Regions from separate parts of the Sus scrofa genome. Here region 2 is linked to region 1. Evidence: chromatin contacts called from public Hi-C data. All regions are on one chromosome and are shown on one strand. The core of a region is the stretch at or near the end of the contact, and the rest is flanking DNA. Distances in the headings are between cores, read along the strand shown.

Region 1 (4,269 bases), core at 898-3,397:
GGAACATGGAATTGCCTTCAATTTGCCCACAAGCATTGGAGGAATTTGGTCCAGCATGCATGAAATAAGTAAATACTGCTCAACGTGGCATAATTTCTGTCAATATTCCTCTGAAGGTGGAGAGGGGTTCTTTAAAGGCCCCCTGTCTGAGGAGACAGAAGCATCAGACGATGTTGATGGAGGTCACGATTCTGTCATCTTGGATCCAGAGAGACTTGAACCTGGGCTGGATGAGGAGGACACGTATGTGTGATATACCCATAGCTGCCGTGCACGCACATATTTAAATTGTACCTTATTTGTTTCTGGTTTAGGAGAAGCTGGTTATATTACTTTATATCATACACGAATATTTATACCTTGATCTTTTGTCTGGCATGGGTGATATGTTATTATAGAATTCTTGGCTGAGCTGTGTGTTTGTAATTGTTCAGCCTGAAATTTTTTTTTTTTTTTTCTTTTTAGGGCTGCACATGCAGCATATGAAAGTTTAGGCTAAAGTTTGAATCGGAGTTATAGTTGCTGGTCTACACTATAGCCACAGCCACAGCAACACCAGATCCAAGCCACATCCACGACCTGTTCTGCAGCTTGTGGCAATGCCGGGTCCTTAACTCACTGAGTGAGGCCAAGGATCAAACCTGCATCCTCATGGATGCTAGTCGGGTTCTTAACCCACTGAGCTGCAATGGAAACTCTTTTTTTTTTTTTAATACATTGGATTTTATATTGAAAAAGTTACAGAGACAATGAAAGGAAGTGATCTTTTGGAAGGCTAACCAATTTTTTCTCTATACAGTTGCCTTAGGGAGGTCATTTTTCAAAAATATAAGTATTGTTGTGGTGGTGTTCTGCTGTGAACCCACTGACAAATATTTACGGTGCTCCTTCAATGGAAGCTTAATATCTAAATTGTTTTTGCAGGGACTTTGAGGAAGACGACAGTCCGGACTGGGTATCGGCGCTGAAACAGCGAGCTGGCTGGCAAGGAGCGTGTGATGGATAACGCCCAGTGGAGTGTTCCTTAGTCACAGTGAGGGCATGTTTAACATGAGGAATTGATGGTTGGATAATAATTAGCTCATGGGATGTATATTTTCCTTTGGAAACAGGATGAAGAGGGAAACTGAATATTTAAAATTGTTTTGGTTAGTATGATAAGGTATAAAAAAAAAATCTAGAACTCCTATGAGTGTTTGAATTCAAAAGAGAAGGCATGAGCGGAATGGATCTGGGGTTTGGCCTTTGCAGTCAGAAATAGAAATTGAATGTGACCACTTACTGCTTGTCTGATGGTGGGAACTTATTTAACCTCTTTGAGCCTGAAATTCCTCAACCACAAAACGAGGCTAAGAATGCCTGCCTCATAGGGTTGCTGGCCTTGGTCCATTACAGCCGCCCGTAATGTTGTTATTTGCGTTGTTATGCTTTGTGCTTATTACTTTGTAGCTCTTTTTACATCTACTAGAGTTTTGAGCATCTAAATATATTAATTATAACGTAATAATGTGTGTGGTTTTTCAATAAGACCCATTTCTGGGTGACGATCCATGATGTTCAGCAGCTGCCAGCTGTCCTTAAATACAAAGGGATGTACAAAAGAGCCCGATTGGAGGCTCAGCCATGGGAAGAGTGGCACGAGCTACAGATCTTACCAGCAATTGGCGGTCCTGTAGACAAAAACGGAGAGGGACCAAAGGTGGGGAGTTCCTTCAGGAAGTAGCCGACACTGGTGTGGAACTAATGGGGGGGCAGGATCCCAACATGGATGGGTCACCGTGCCACACAAGTGCTGGGGCCTGTCCTTTAATGCCATGCTGCTTTAGTGACAGGAGAATGTTTTACTAAAGAAACAGGCTCTTCCCAGGGGATCCCCCAGGAGCAAGGGTGGGAGCAGCATAAGCCTGGCCTGGTATAGGGAACAGTGCTCTAGGAAGCAAGAGGGGGAAATAGTTGTAAAACCACAGTAGGATCATGAATAAGCATCTGCTGAAATGTGGAGTACATACTTTTTTTTTGCTTTTTAGGGCCACACCTGTGGCATATGGAAGACGGTCCCAGGCTAGGGGCTGAATCGGAGCTGCACCTGCCGGTCTCCGCCACAGCCACAGCAATGTCAGATCCGAGCTACGCCTGTAACTTACACTGCAGCTCTCAGCAATGCCGGATCCTTAACCCCTTAGCAAGGCCAGGGATCAAAACCACATCCTCATGGATACCAGTTGGGTTTGTAATCCGCTGAGCCACACTGAGAATTCCCCTTACCTCTTTTAAAGAGTTAAACAGGTTTTTTTTAAAATCTTAATGTACAAAAACTACACTGTAGCCCTCACCCACCCCACCCCTGTTTATACTCAGACGGTTAGTCATCCTTAGTCCCTTTGGGTTTCTGACAGTCTCTCCATCTTCCCTTATTTGTCAGGACCCTGACATTTTTGAGGAGTACTGGTTAGGTGTTTGTAAGACTGTCCCTTAAGGGGGCTTGTCTGATGCTTTTCTCATGATGGGACTGCTTGTGCGTGTTTGCGGGAAGAGCACACCCTGTCGGGGAGTGCGCCGGCTCCACGTGATGTTCCTGCGGTCGTTGACCATGATCCCTTGGCTAAAGCAGCGTCTGCCAGAGTTCCACTGTTAAGTTGCTAGTTTTCCATTTCCATGTTCTGGTCAGTCACAGTGAGTCACTAAATCTAGCCGATGCTCAGGTGGAGAGGAATTTAGTTCTACCTCTTGAGGGGGATTATCTGATAATACTAAGTCATTTGTTTTGTTGCTTGACTTGTTCCAGCTTTGGCCATGAGGAGTTGTTTTAGGCCGGCTCCTATATCCCTTTGACATGCTTTCATCTTTTTGTGTTTTGAGCCCCTCTTTTCTTTCGGGCACTGCAAGAAGAAGGTCCAGCCTCAGGATCAGCCGTTTCTCAAAGGAGCCCTGGTTCCTTTAATCAGTTTAGAAACCAGGATCTAGGTGCTGCGTGTGATGGTCGTTACTGGGATGTCACTGCTTCGAGGTCCTCTCAGCAGACAGCGAGGAAATATCTGTATGTATTCCGTCCTGTGTGTCTATATATTTATAGGCAACCTCTGCATCTCTCCCTCTGCATGCGTCTTAAGCTAAGTATGGGTTCGTTCATATTGATGTCTTGGGCTCTGTCCAGTACCTCGGGGTTCATTCCAAACCGCCCCCTCCACACACACAACCTCTTGCTTTTCTGTAGCTTCTCTCTTTTCTGTTTTCTGTTTTCCTTTTTTATGGCCAAACCTGCGGCATATGGAAGTTCCCATGCTAGGGTTTGAATCAGAGCTGCAACTGCAGGCCTGTGCCACAGCCACAGCCACACCAGATCCAAGCCGCATCTGTGAACTGTGCTTTGATCTCAAAGGGGTGGAATAGCATTTCTAAAAGACTACATTCTGGGTTATAATCCTTAGGTTAGCTCAAATAAAATTTTCCATTTCTTTCTCAGATTGATTCTTGATTAATTTTTCATGGACAGAATCAATGTTGAACTTCATCTATTCTAGCAAAAAGTTAGCATTCATCTGTGGATACGAATTGAGCTAATTTCTAGGAGGAAGAGGAAAACCCATTCAGGTCTTTAAAAGATGAATTTCCAATACAGTTTTACTTTTTATATTAATAAATATCAACTTGTGGTTTATTTTGATCAATTGTGTACTACTAGTAATTTTAATGAATTTTTAAAAGCCTATTATTAGGAAATAGACATTAACTTCCATTTATACGATAGGCGATCGATAAGATTTTGAGTCCTGGAAAACGTTATGAATGGAAATATGAGTTCAATGAGAGAGAGGAATAATAATGTAAACTTTCTGATTCTTAAAGAAGAGCACTTTTTAAAAAAAATAGATGATGGTGGGTTTCAAATTGCTGTAGCATTTAGATTCCGTTGAATATGTTTTACTTGTGTCAGTATTTATAATTGCTGGAAATTACATCCTTTCAACTACTTAAACATGTAATGAAACGTTTCAGACAGCAGCTCAGTGTGCAATGGGAATGAGACATGGGTGGGGGCGTGTCGGGGAGATGGTGAGAGCGTGTTTGCTTGCAGACCACTGGGCACAGCCAGTTTCCTAAGAGGTCCCCATAGGATGTCCCCCGCTGTGGCCAAAACAATAGGGCTCTGTTCCAGTCTCTTGAAAGTATTTGAGACCTTGCAGGAGAAACTGGTCCTGTCTCATTTGTAAAACTGGGAAACTGCTACCTTGCTCAGTAGTTGCAAAGAATAGTGATAATGTATGCAAA
Region 2 (4,851 bases), core at 212-2,711, 77 kb after region 1:
CTCTGCAAAGGCAAGAACCCAGCCCTGTTCACCACCATATCCCAACTCTTAGCATCATACCTGGCCGGGGAGGGAGCCAGTAAATATTTGTTGACCGAATACAAATTTTATTACCTCCTCAGATGTCTCTTAAATTGTATTATTTGCTAAAGATACGGTTTTCTCATTGGGTTGGCTAATATAGGTGGTCCCTAACAGTTTTTTTTAATACACTGCCTACTCTTCATAAAGATTTGAGGGACCTTATAAGACATAAAAGCAATAAAATGCTGAAACAAATAGTGAAAGGTCAAGACTAGGGAAAGTATGTTGAAGGATGAAGAGGGGAAGGGGGTGGAGGGTACAGATATGCAGGTTCCAAATTTGTACATACAGTGAACAGTAGACTGGGTTAGGGCTGCTTAGTGACCAAAGCAAATATATTTTGTGTAGTTACATAGTTTTCATTGTCCATGTAGAAAACATGCAAACTCTAGAGAGGAATAAATATTTTACTGATATTTAGTTTTGAAATAAACTTCTTTCTCACATGGGATTTCCTATTGTGAACCGTACATTACTTGATCATTTGACCTCAGGATACCTTTATACTCTCAAAAAACACTAAGAATCCCATACTGTTTTTGCTTACCTCAGGTTTCTCAGTGGCTAATCAAGAAGAGGATTCAACACAAACTTATTTTTTCTTTTTACCGCTGCTCTTGCAGCATATGGAAGTTCCCGGGCCAGGGGTCAACCGGAGCTGGAGGCCGGATCCCTAACCGAGGTCAGGGATGGAACCCACCTCCTCACAGAGACAACATCGGGTCCTTAATCCTCTGAGCCACAACTGGGAACTCTTCACCTTAAGCTTGATATTTAAATGACATATATTAACAACGACAGTTTTGGTGAGTGAAATAGGAGAGACTGGACACGAGAAGGAAGATCTGGTTTCTTCTTTACCAAAACCAGCACGATTGATTGGAAAACGACTCGTGGCTCAATCATAAAGGAAAATGAGGAATGCATACGAATAATTTAGGACGGACTAACGGGAGGGTGGATAAGGGAAAGAAAACGCTGAAGCAGGAGTGGTGGTGGTGGAGGGAGGGAATCGAGCCCTCAGCCAGCAGTGGGGCAATAAAAGAAAGCGCGGTAAATTGAGCTTTCAACCCAGCCTGCTCGAGTCTATCCACAACACCACAAAAGAAGAGGAAACGTTCGCTGGCCTTGAGAAAACAGCCTAGATTCGTGACAAGAAAAACTCTTCCCCGAAAACTTGAGTTGCACCAAAAGGACAAATACCAGTAAGATACAGAAAACGCCTGTGAGCGCAAACCAGCAGCTCCTCACCTGAATAACTCGTATAAGCACCAACCCCTTTCGGCGGCCGCCATCTTCCACCGACCCCCGAACTCCGGAAGCGTTTCTTCGTTCCTCTTCTCTATTGGCTCCTGAGGAAGCTTGCGGTGCTCCCCCGCCCGCACGGGGCCGATCGTGCGTTTCAATTGGTTGCTGGTAGTAGCTTCCCACGGCCTTTCAGCCAGTAGAATCTCCCGGGGAGTGGACAAGTTTTCGGCGTGGCTCACACCAGGCCCCGCCCCTTAGGCGGAGCCACAGGGAGAGTTGTGCATGGGGAGGGCGTGGCCTGTGATGGACAGCCAGCACTCCCGCCCCCGGCCCCCTCCCCCACTGGAGGCCCCCGTTCGGGCGCCCCCGCCCCCAGTTCAGATCCCGCCGCCAGTTGGAAACCAATGGGAGGCTCTTCCGCTTCTCAGATCGATTTTCCAGGTGCGGAGTCCACTCCCGCAGCTGCTCGGCGTTTCGGACCCGCTGCGCCCAGGAGTCAGGGGAGAGCCCGAGAAGGAGCTGCGCAAAGCCGACCCTGCACCGGCCCTCGCCACGCCGCACCTTCCCCGCCGGTGGTGGGGGAACCTTGGGATCTGCATCTCTGGCTCGGGTCTACGCAGTTCGCCCTTTCTTTCCTCTACGGCACACGCCAGAGGCTGAAGACCGAGGCCGGAGCGCATCGGGCGGAGAGGTAGCGGAGCCCTGGGACAGGGGATGGGCCACCCGGCCGTGGTCCCGGCTCTGCCGAGGACACTTGGACACAGGCAGGCCCGGGTGTGGGTGAGGGTCCCCGGGCAACCCTCCGCTCTAGTGCTCATCCCTGCCGCCCCTCAGGGCCAGGGATGCGGTGGCGCGCAACTTTGAATCAGCCGGTGGGGTTAGGGCTGCTGATTGCCGGTCCGAAATACAGGAGTCGGTTCGGTTTAGATCCAAATCACGAGGGTGCCATCCTCGCCGCGCTCCTCTTCCCCCTGGGTTTTAACACCGCACCTTTCCTCCCCTGACCAGGTGACCTTGGGCTCTGGGCCGCGTCACAGAAGACATTAAATTAGTTCCTCCAGGAGATGAAGCCTGAGCGGGAGAGCCAAATTACAGATCGAGAAGAGGCCAGTCAGAGAGTGAGTTTCTTTCTCCGGGCGTTGTGCGCGCACACCTGCCTGGCCTAGGGGACCGTCCACGCCCACCTGCGGTCCTTTCGCCGCTCCTGGGTGTGCGTGGGGAAGGCTGGGCGCGTGGTTTGTTAGAACACCATTTAGGAAGGGCATACCATTAACTGCTTTTTAGGAACAGCGTAAAACACTTTTCTGTTCGTCTGCTGTTAAGGACTTTGGTGCTGGAGAGGTAAAGTGAGGGTTGGGCTGCTGTGTAAGATATCTAATTGCTCAATACAATTAAATTAGTTACCCTGAAGAGTTATTCAGAGTTGGTGTATAGACCCCTTTATGGTCTTTCCAGGTCCAGCAACAGTGTTTTGGGGTTTTTTTTAAGAACTTTTTTTTTTTTTTTGTCTTTTGTCTTTTGAAGGCCGCACCTGTGGCATATGGAGGTTCCCAGGCTAGGGGTCGAATTGGAGATGCAGCTGCCAGCCTACACCACAGCCACACCACCGCCAGATCCTGAACCCACTGAGCGAAACCAGGGATCCAACACGCAGCCTCATGGTTCCTAGGGAACTCCAAGATCTATTTTAAATTCATTTAAATTATGCAAGATGCACATTAGCAGGAGAAGCAGATCCATTTTACAGTCTTTTTCTGTTCATGTACTTCTGTCTTCATTCAACTTAACATTTTGAGGCACGGATTTGAAAAGCAGTATATGCAGTGGTGGTAACACATCTCTTATGTTAATGCGTTTTTATGTCTCCAGGAAAATCTTTAGGTTATTGTGTGTGTGGTTTTAGAATATTCGTTTTACATAAATGAGATCACATGGTGTGTATTTTCCAACCTTTCCCCCCCCCAACCCAACAATGTATTTTGGAGATTGTTTCACATTGGTGGATAAGTATCTGTCTTGCTTAGTTTCAGCTCTGCACAGTATGGATGAACCGCAGTGTGTTTGTTCTTTTCCTGTGGGTGGACATTCTGGTTGCTTCTATTTTTTTCCCCCCTGCAAGCGGTGCTGTAGTGGACATCTCTGCACATGACCTTTGAGTATTTCTCTAGGTTAGAAGCCTAGGCCAGGGTTGTGAAGAGTAGGGTGCTTTTCTACAGATTTCTGAAATTAATTAGACAATTATGGGGGTGCCCCTTTGGGGTGAAGTTCAGCTAGGCCCTGGCAGTATGGAAATGAAAGATAAATGGATTAACGGCTGGGGGCTGGGCCAAGAGAGGCTGGTCAATGGACAATTCTTAGTGCTATGACTCTGCATTTAAAGAAGGTGCTGGGAGAGCACCTGTGGGGGAGGGGTGGCTTGTATGGAAGGGGAGACTTGCAGCCCCCCTGCTGTTTCTGCACAGCTCTGCCCTCCAGAAAGGTCCTTATCTTTCCAGATCAAACTCAAGATTTGTCTCTTCTTAAAATTTTCTGCAACTGCCTCTGCCCAGGCCATGCCTCACCCTCTTCTGGATTCCTTTGATAGTGGTGCTAGCCAACGTTATTGAGCTTTTTTATATGCTGGGCGGTGTATTTAAGCACTCTGTATTCCTTTATGTACACTCATTTAATCCTCACAAAACTTTTTGATGTAGGTCTTATCTTCTTGTCATCACCAGTTATTCAACATTTTTTTTTTTTTTAGTATAGGCGTTTGTTGGAGATATTGTGGGTTCAGTTTCAGATCACCACAATAAAGCAAACAGGCCTTTTTTTGGTTTCCCAGTGCATGTAAGAATTATGTTGCACTATACTCTAGTCTATAAAGCATACAATAGCATTCTGTCTAAAAAATGTACATATCTTAACTTAAAAATAACTTTATTGCTAAAAATGCTGACCATCATCTGAACCTTCAGGGAGTCATAATCTTTTTGCCTGTGGAGGGTCTTGCCACAGCCAACTAAAAATTGTCACTTGCCATCTGGTTCTATGAGAATGAAGGCATGAGCCGCTGTAGTCACTGACCTTCAGCATACCCGGAAATGAGTTCCAGGTGGAGACCAGGAATGAGGCACTTTATGCTCTGGGAAAACTGGCAGGACAGGCCTTCAGATAATTTCAGATTTTTATGAGCCAAATTTCCTGTATCTTCTCATATGTAGAAAAGCATTAAAATCATTATGGAGGAGTTCCCTTTGTGGCTCATCAGGTTAAGAACCCAACTAGTATCCATAAGGATGAGAGTTTGATCCCTGGCTTTGCTTAGTGGGTTAAGGATCTGGCTGCAAGCTGTGGTGTAGGTTGCAGACGCAGCTCAGATCTGGTGTGGCCATGGCCGTGTCTTAGGCCAGCAGCTGCAGCTCGGATTCAACCCCTAACATGGGAACTTCCATCTGCTGCAGGTGTGGCCCTAAAAAAAGAAAAAAAAAAAAAAAAAAAAAATCGCTAATCTCAGATCACCATAACAAATTAATAATA

What was found. A called contact is a pair of places that touch in the nucleus more often than the background predicts.
Region 2: a contact with region 1 is called in a Hi-C map of liver, with 2.1 times the contacts expected there. The contact joins the promoter of ALG11 here to the promoter of NEK5 in region 1. A contact is called at or near these places in 3 of 47 Hi-C or Micro-C datasets (heart right ventricle, liver and undifferentiated spermatogonia).

The regions. Positions count from the first base shown.
Region 1 is chr11:15,796,921-15,801,189 of Sscrofa11.1, forward strand. It overlaps NEK5 (serine/threonine-protein kinase Nek5), which reads left to right and starts at 2,148. Exons shown (of 23, transcript XM_005668386.3): 1 at 2,148-4,269. NEK3 (serine/threonine-protein kinase Nek3) reads left to right here. Exons shown (of 16, transcript XM_013980480.2): 15 at 117-243; 16 at 925-1,504. The coding sequence ends at 1,006.
Region 2 is chr11:15,874,991-15,879,841 of Sscrofa11.1, forward strand. ALG11 (GDP-Man:Man(3)GlcNAc(2)-PP-Dol alpha-1,2-mannosyltransferase) reads right to left here and starts at 1,462. Exons shown (of 5, transcript XM_005668385.3): 1 at 1,336-1,462. The coding sequence starts at 1,379.